Linked DNA regions of Mus musculus: region 2 is linked to region 1. Evidence: chromatin contacts called from public Hi-C data. All regions are on one chromosome and are shown on one strand. The core of a region is the stretch at or near the end of the contact, and the rest is flanking DNA. Distances in the headings are between cores, read along the strand shown. Region 1 has its middle 29 kb from the start of Gm25344. Region 2 has its middle 25 kb from the start of Gm35228.

What was found. A called contact is a pair of places that touch in the nucleus more often than the background predicts.
Region 2: a contact with region 1 is called in a Hi-C map of the N1E-115 cell line, with 2.9 times the contacts expected there. The contact joins two enhancer-like sites. A contact is called at or near these places in 5 of 484 Hi-C or Micro-C datasets (the HPC-7 cell line, the N1E-115 cell line and embryonic stem cells).

The regions. Positions count from the first base shown.
Region 1 is chr17:64,913,466-64,917,504 of GRCm38.p6, forward strand. It overlaps the pseudogene Gm4701. Among named protein-coding and RNA genes, the nearest start is that of Gm25344, 29 kb to the right of the region's middle. Within about 2 kb of position 1,821, at least 38 of the 459 cell types and tissues checked have an H3K27ac peak or open chromatin away from gene starts, as enhancers often do. A contact at or near this core is called in the N1E-115 cell line, where this site is marked.
Region 2 is chr17:65,074,479-65,078,517 of GRCm38.p6, forward strand. No RefSeq gene overlaps it. Among named protein-coding and RNA genes, the nearest start is that of Gm35228, 25 kb to the right of the region's middle. Within about 2 kb of position 1,938, at least 6 of the 459 cell types and tissues checked have an H3K27ac peak or open chromatin away from gene starts, as enhancers often do. A contact at or near this core is called in the N1E-115 cell line, where this site is marked.

The DNA of each region.
Region 1 (4,039 bases), core at 571-3,070:
CAGCAGGTCACCTTCCAGGATACTTTGAAGAGCCTCTGTCTGTGCCAGTGACCAGTAACCTTTGTACGCAGGGGAGTTTCCAGCCTTCATCTCTACAGCGTTATTTATTTCATATACTGATCTTTCAGTACTGCTATAAGGGCTTCAGGCCCCCAGTTTACCCTATTCTGTTGTCTCATTGAAGGCAGGATCAAGGGCAACACAGGAAATAGTAGCCACTCCTAGAATGGCTGTTACTTGGTTTTATTTTTATGGATAAGCCTAGCTTTGCTGGGAAGTCATTGCTTTCGACAACCCATTACCTTCAGCTTCTCTCAAAAACTTACCAGTGGTCTGCCCTCACTAGGCTTTGCTGATAGTAAGACAGTAAGTAGATGCAGGCCACTGCAGTGGGAGTCAGAGAGGGTGGAAAGCCTTCTACCTCTGTCTTTCTCCTGTCCGTAGATATGTTTTCTTGGTGGGGGCAGGGTCCACTCTGACCCTTTTATTGTCCCGAGTTTCTGAAAGTTTCTGTTTCCTATGCTTATTGTGACTGGCAGCCATCTCTCCTTGATATGTCTCTTTCAGAGCCTTGCATTCAGGACTTTGTTTAAGCATCTCGTATAATAGCATCGTATAATAGAACAGTTGTAGTGGCTGACGGGGAGCGTGCCTCTGCGTCAGCAGCCTCCTCTGTCCTCAGAAAATCCTGTCCTATGTAAGTGCACTGCTCCTGTGTTTCAACCAGTCAGATGCTCGCAGTCAATGTCATCTTGTCACCTATAAGGGAAAGGAAGGAGGTAAAGTTTTCTCTTTTTGATGACATAAAATTCCTCAAACTGGAGAGAAGGGAAAAAAAACATCCACAGAAGGACAGGAGGAGACAGACAGGGTTTAATACAAAGGAAACCGAGATTTACTCAAAGCTAGGTGATTGCCAAGCTTCAAGCACTTAAACACTTACCAAGTTGGTTATTTGGCACCACGCCACATAAGCATGCAGATAATTGATTTCACCTTTAAATCACTTGACCGTGTCGCCCTGAGGTTTGGGCATCGTGCCAGAGAGGCTCAGCGGGCAAGGCCTCTCTTCTCTGGGCCTTCCAGTGTGCAAGCTCACAGGTGCAAGCGAGTTACAAAAAAAGTTCTTGTCTTGCCTGTGAATTAATACGGGCTTCTATATGTTTCTCATCCCTGGATATAGGCACACCTTTGTTTCTGAAATCCAATAAGGACATTCTTCATGGAGATAATTAAAAGCCTGTGCCCTCAGCCAACAAACAGGCGATAATCCAAAAGTTCAATATAGAGAGGTTCGTCTTCAAAATTGATACATCAGACACAGAACGAGGATGCAGATACGGGAGATCACAGTGGAAATTGCCTGCTAGTCCCCTGAAGAGCAAATTGTTTTATTGACTTTTCCTCAACATCTTTCTTGTTCTGCCTTGTAGGGATTTTTTTCCTTCTTTGCATTTACAGGAGAAAAAAAAAAAAAGGATCAAGTGACTTGTAAGGCTGGAAACAAAGACCTTGACTAGCAGTCTGTCTTGCTGGAGGCAGAGCCAACTTTGATGTTGTCCTGTTTAATTACAGTGGAGCCTTCCACAACCTCTAAGTAAAAGCCAGCTCTGGCCTTTCCTTTCAGAAAGTGGCAGAGAGTGCAGGCAGGCACATGGTGACATCTTGGCCCTTCTGTAAGCAGGAACCTAAGATGTTCCTGCCAGGAGGAAAGGCTTGAGGGACCTCTGACCCTGCTCAGATGTTGCAGGCTGGGTCTGGCAGAGACACAGCGAATTTCTTGAGAATGTCTGGGCTACACACCAGACAAGGACAAGCCCAGCTCCTTTCAAGACTTAATCAATTCAAAAAAGGCAAGCAGCCTCGTAGCTTTGTGAGACAAAGGGAGTCTCTAAGTCAAAGAAAAGTGCTTCCGCTCGCTCTGAAGTCAGAAGTCATCCTTCCCCATGGGCTGGGATGTTTCCCATTTGCTGGAGAAAAGCAGAGACCTAAAAAGTCATCAATGCTTTACAAACTGTGACTCTTGCGTGTTTTCTCTGACTCTCTTCCTTCTGATTGATTCTTCTTCTTTTTTTAAAAATATTTTTCATATTCAACTGTTACTTTTTTACCCGTTCTATTATTACTTTGTAAAAATCTTTATCACACAAGACAGGAAATACTCGTGGAGTTAATGACCAATAGTGACATAGGAAAGCCTGCTTCCCCAGCCCTCTGGAGCACAGTCTAATATTTTTGCTTGGGAACAGCAACAGATAAATACGAAGCCCTGCCTCCCAGAAGGAACATCATAGTGTGCTCACAGGGTCCTCCTGGCTCTTACCAAGCTGTTGCTACCCCCAAATCGTGATGAGCTCATAAATGTTTAGCAAATCATGGTAATGAATGTGGTGAGGCCAGAAATAGCCAGCAAGTGTGTTTTTGTAATCATGCATCATTTAGTGCAAAGATGACTCTTGGATGTTTTGGCAAATTAATTTGTATTGCACATCTGAGAAGGGAGAGAGCAGCTGGGCAGCAGTCTTCAGAGCTGCGAGCTGCTTAGAGCCACTAATAAAGTTACATAGTTGCTGCCTCCTGGGGGGAGGGGTAGTGCCACTAGGCACAGGGGCTTTTTTTTTTTTTTTTTCTTTTCTTTTTGCTGTTTCTCCATAGGGTTTCAGCCTGTCCTTCTCCAGCGATTCCGACTGTTTGGCCTCTGCAAGTCACCAGCTTTAGTGCAGCCACAGACTGTCTCTAAGATGGACCTGAAACATCTGCTGTTAAGCCAACGGCTTTGCATTTTCTTCAAATGTAGACCCCTGGATAGTCATGTGAGCCAAATATCACCCTGGTCCCAATCAGTCTCTCACACTTGAGCCTTTGTGTACTCCCACATAAAAGACCTTACAGAGCCTAAGCATTCGCTGTGGATTGATTTAAAGACAGATGGTGTAGAAGAGAATGGCCCTAGGTTCTCTCCTGAGGTGAGGGTTGGAAAAAGAAGGAAAGAGAGAGACTTAAGGAGCATCTAAAATATTAGACTCTCTGACCTTTGTCATCCCAGCAACCTCCAAAGTGGCAAGGTTACATCCCATCACACCCCAGTCCATAGATGCTGCTGTGTTCCTCCCATGTTTCTGTCCTCCTCGTTCTGTGGCTATCCAATCCTTTTCTCTCTTTTAAAAAGTAACAGGAATAAACTCTTTCTAGGCAAGTCATCTTTTCCTCCTTGTTTCCCCTAGGCCTGCCCCTTCTGTAATGCTCAATTCTCAGAACTATCCTCACTCCTTGGCTCAGAAAACAGAAACGTGGGAGCAGAAAACGGAGAAAAACCAGAAGGTCTTCATTAGCAGATGAGAAACAGATTGGGAACAGGCTTGTAACAATTGTTTCTGTGCTCACAGTCTTTGAGTACACTCGACTTTCTTCCAAAAAAATACCGCCAAACCAATACTGATTTCTGCCACTTGGGGGAGCTGTGGCACACCAGGCACGGAGAAGGCTTGGGTGAAGAGATGTGGGTGGTTGGGTGGGGAGATGTATATACTTACTGAGACCTTTAAAAAACGAGTTCAGTGGCTGGCAGCAAAAAGATTTAGGAGGAATAAAGGCTTTTCATGTGATTTTACCGGTAAAACATTTGAATACATGGATTGATGTGAGCTCTTTGACTATCTTCATGTGTGTTCAACATTTGAAAGGAGTCGTACTTCAGGCCTTAGTGCTAAGGTTTTTTATGGCTAGGCAGTGGGTGGCGTTACACGCCGCTCAATCTGCTACTTCTGTGGCCAGATCTTTGTGGCGGTCGTGGTGGGCGTGGGGCGGGACTGTGCCCATGGCTCGCATTCATGGAGGACGGCTTATTGTGTCTAAGAACTTTATTTGTGGTGTCTAATCTTTATCACACCCTTCTTGTGTGGGACTGGCTGTCACTCCATTTTCTGTATGAGGGAGCAGAGGTGTGCACAGAGCAGCTAAGAGGCTGGCTTAAGACAACTGTTCTAGTGACCAGTAAAGCCAGGATCCAGACGCAGGCATGCTTCCAAAGACTACAGTC
Region 2 (4,039 bases), core at 688-3,187, 160 kb after region 1:
AGCGGCCATAGATTTGAGAGAGCAACAGGGAGTCGGAGGGGGGAAGGGAAGGGAAAATTGTTTAATTATATTTTAATTTAAAAACATAGAAAAGATGCATTTTAGTCATGGATTCATAGGTTTCCATCCACCATGGTGAGGAGGAATCATGGGAGCGGAGCTCTTCAACTCAAGGCAGAAGGGAGTAAAGTTAGCAAAGAGCCAGGGCAAGGCAAGATTTTCAAAACTGGCCCTGGTGCCCCGTTTGGCCTGCTGTCCTTACTGAGACAGCCATCTGTCTGTCTACGCTAGTTATGAACCGTCGATTATGTCAGACCTTTCGTGATCTGTTCCCCGGTGGAAATGCTCACCGGTACTAGAGGTACTAGAGGTGGCTTTCCTAAGCTTGAAGGCATCGCTCACTTCAGTCAGTTTGATCTCCATGATTAACCATCACAGAGGCACACGGTGCTCCAATGGAAGTTCTAGGAAATGCCAACTATTTTTCTCATCGTAGCTGATAACATCATCTCCTCTTTTCCTCGCTGCATCTGAGGAGTGTTCTGATTGGCTTGGGCCAGATCACATGTCACTGCATCTGAGACATGTTCTGATTGGCTTGGGCCAGATCACATGGAGCCCTGGAAAAAACAGTGACATCTCCTCCTCACCCCCCCCACCCACACACACACACACACAAACAAGGAAACTATCAGTAGAGGGAGACAGCAGCATAGGAAGTGCCTGAAACATAGGCAGCAGGAAAGCGACACATGGATGGTTATGAACCATAGATGGTGCTCACACTTCCTGTTCCTCAAATATCCATACAAGCTTTGTTCTAAAATTGGCAGCAGCTGAATCCTATATGATAAAGTCTCTATTTTATTTCTCATATTGATCAATAGATGTTCCAATTTCTAATATACTTTAATACAGTTGAAGAAGCAGAGTATACTGACTAGATGTCACTTGACCCAAGGCTATGACATGGGTGAAAATAGAAAACCTACCTGATCATTACTTTCCAGAAGATACTCTGCTGTATATAGTTGTTGGGATAATTTTGGTCAAGCAGTCTGGTATAAGGTAGGGCATATATTTAGCATTTTGATGCATCTGTGAAAAGAGCCTTTAAAATTAAATGAAGCACTTTAAATATTTCATATCTCTCTATTAATTCTGGACCTGAATATATCCTAACATTCTTTAAGCAAAAATCAATTTCATATTACGTTAAAAAAAAGATCTATTTTTTAATCTTTAAAAATATAGGAGCTAAGGAGAAAGCATGAAAGTCTTTAAGACTGGAGCACTGACACCATACTGGAAGAGAAGGGAGGCGCATCTGTGTGTTTGTGTTTAAGAACGGTTAACACATTGAGACTCCAGAGAAACATGTGGGTCTACCCAGTAGACGGTCAGCCAACACTGAGAAATAACTCAAGCCAGGAGAGATTGAAAAGGATTCCACAAAGAGAGGAAAGAAAGAGAAGAAAAAAAAAAATAAGAAGAGACTTCAGACTGTGAAAGGCAAATATTGTTAAAGTTATTTGAAAGCACTCTCTATTTAAAAAAAAAAAAAAAAAAGCAAAGAATAAGGATGCCGCCAGCAGAGAGGAAAAATGCTGTAGGTATAAATCAAAGGTCGGTGGCGAAGCTGCGTCTGTCGGGTGGGGACGGAAGCAGTTGGAGAAAATGACTGCACACGGCTCTCGCCCATAGGCCAGGCTGCGGGGGTGGGCTCTCCAGCGGGAGATCAGTAAATGTTTCTCTGGATTTGCTACCTTACTTCGTGCCACTACCTGAGGGTGAACATTTGATCTGTTATTGTCTAAGGACTGCTTTATTTTTCTAGCTTCATATGATTCCACACTTAGCTTTTTCCCTGATGGGTCTAATGACCCTCGGGCTCGGAGGCCGTTTCTCATCGAAAGGCTATCTAAGTGTGGTCGATTTCATTTTCCGATATAATTCCCACCCAGCGGGGGACCTATTCAGAAAGATCCATCCCTCTATCTTCGGGTCAACAGTCTGGTTCCCCAACCAGAGTGTAAGCCTGAAGGTAAGATATTTTAAGCCACGGAGATGTACTCAAAACAGAGTTAAGAATCCCATCACAAAATAGGACAAACAGAAAGAACCCTGCACTGACTGTGTATTTGTTCATCTGGGGAAACAGTCATCACAGGGACACTTAAACTCTGACATCTCAGGACTTGCAGTGATTTTCGTTGCAGGTTTCAGTGGGTCTGGGTGTTTTGTTTGTTTGGCTTTTGTTGTTGTTGCTGTTCTTTTCATTCTTTTCTTTTCTCAATGTCACTGGATCCTGTCAGCATGTAACAGACCAGAGGTAAGATAGTCAGGGGGAAAGAAATTCCGGCCTGTACAACTTTAGGAAACAGGTACCATACTTCTTGTACCAGGTATTCATTTAGTTTTTATATTTTCCTTGGCTTGCTTTTTTTTTTTTTAGTTGTAATGCATTTTAAACATGTATCTGAGAGAATATAGCATTTAAAATTCATACAAGATGTTTTGTAGATGTGGTTTCTCCTAAAGCTTGCTTTTTTAAATCAACATTTTGCGCCTGAGGTTGCTCCCCCATTGGGGCTGTGGAGCTGTGATGCTTACTAACGCTGTACACTGCAGTTCTTCCGTGGCCTATCACCCCCTGCTTCGTTGACACACGTGGTTGGTCCCTGGCTTTCAGTTTCTATTAGCTAATAAATACTTCAACTAGCAGTCAGAGCTTGCACGTGTACTCATTTTTTGTTATGTGTGTATTTGTATGGCTGTGAGGGATTGATGATCTAAGGATACCACTATGCGTATACACGGAGGTCAGAGGACCGGTGAGAACTGGTTCTCTCGTGCCACTGTGGTGTCAAGAACTATTTCCCCTAAGCTGTCCCATTGGCCAGGCCCCTATGTCCAATCTTTGGTCATTTTAAAAGCCACGCTGACATTTTCTTATGTCTGTGTTGCAGTTACCGTGTTTTGCTTTTTTGTCTATTTGAGATGAGGACTCATTATGCAATTCAGTCTGGTCTAGAACTTGCTATGTAGGTGAGCCTGGGGTTGAACCCTTCTTCTCTTTTTTCTTTTCTTTTCTTTCTTTCTTTCTTTCTTTCTTTCTTTCTTTCTTTCTTTCTTTCATTCTTTCATTCTTTCTCTCTTTCTTTCTTTCTTTCTTTCTTTTTTTTGTGGAGGCTGAACTATTTTATTCATCAACCTATAATAACAGGACTATATTACTGTAACATGCACCCACCTGCTTTTATCTAATCATTCAGAGAAGGGCCTTAATGAATCATGTGGTGGTTTGAATGAGCACGGCTCACGTGGGCTCATACACTTGAATGCTTGGTTCTGTGTGGGGAGGCTGTTCTGCAAGGGTTAGGTGGCATGGGCTTGTTGGGTGACATTTATCACCAGAGATTTCCAGACTCTTAATGCTGCTTCCGTCTCCCAGGTGCTGGTGTGACAGGCATGCGCCTCATGGTGGGATTCGTACTTTTGTAGGACCTTGCAGCTAGCTCCCACTTTCACTTCCTATGTGCTATATTTTGATAAACAAAAAGTAGCAAGTTAAAGGTCTGTATTTAGTCATCTCACTTGCTTTGATTAAAAAAGTAGCTTCCAGACTTTAAGTCATAAATAAACAAATGGCTTCATAATAAATAAATGAATAAATAAATAAATATTATTACTTCTAAAAGTTTTAGAGAATTTTGCTTTTTCACTTAAAGTTAAATATAATTTTAGATTACCGATTTCCCCTCTAAGTCCATCATTGACGGTCTTTCCTTTCCATTCTGGAAAGTATGGGTTTTTCAGTGTATGCCTGGTTGGTTCTCTCAGGGCTCTCCATTTGGAGTCTTTACACGAATGTCATGTTACTTTATTCCCAGTAATTAAAATTTATAATATCTCAAAAAAGAACTGTGTCTCTTCCTTCATACTTACGCATGAGCCATCTTTACTCGGCATCTGTTTAAGTAAACTCACCAATGTTCACAAAGCAGCTCACGGACAACTTCTAGGATGCATTTTCTTC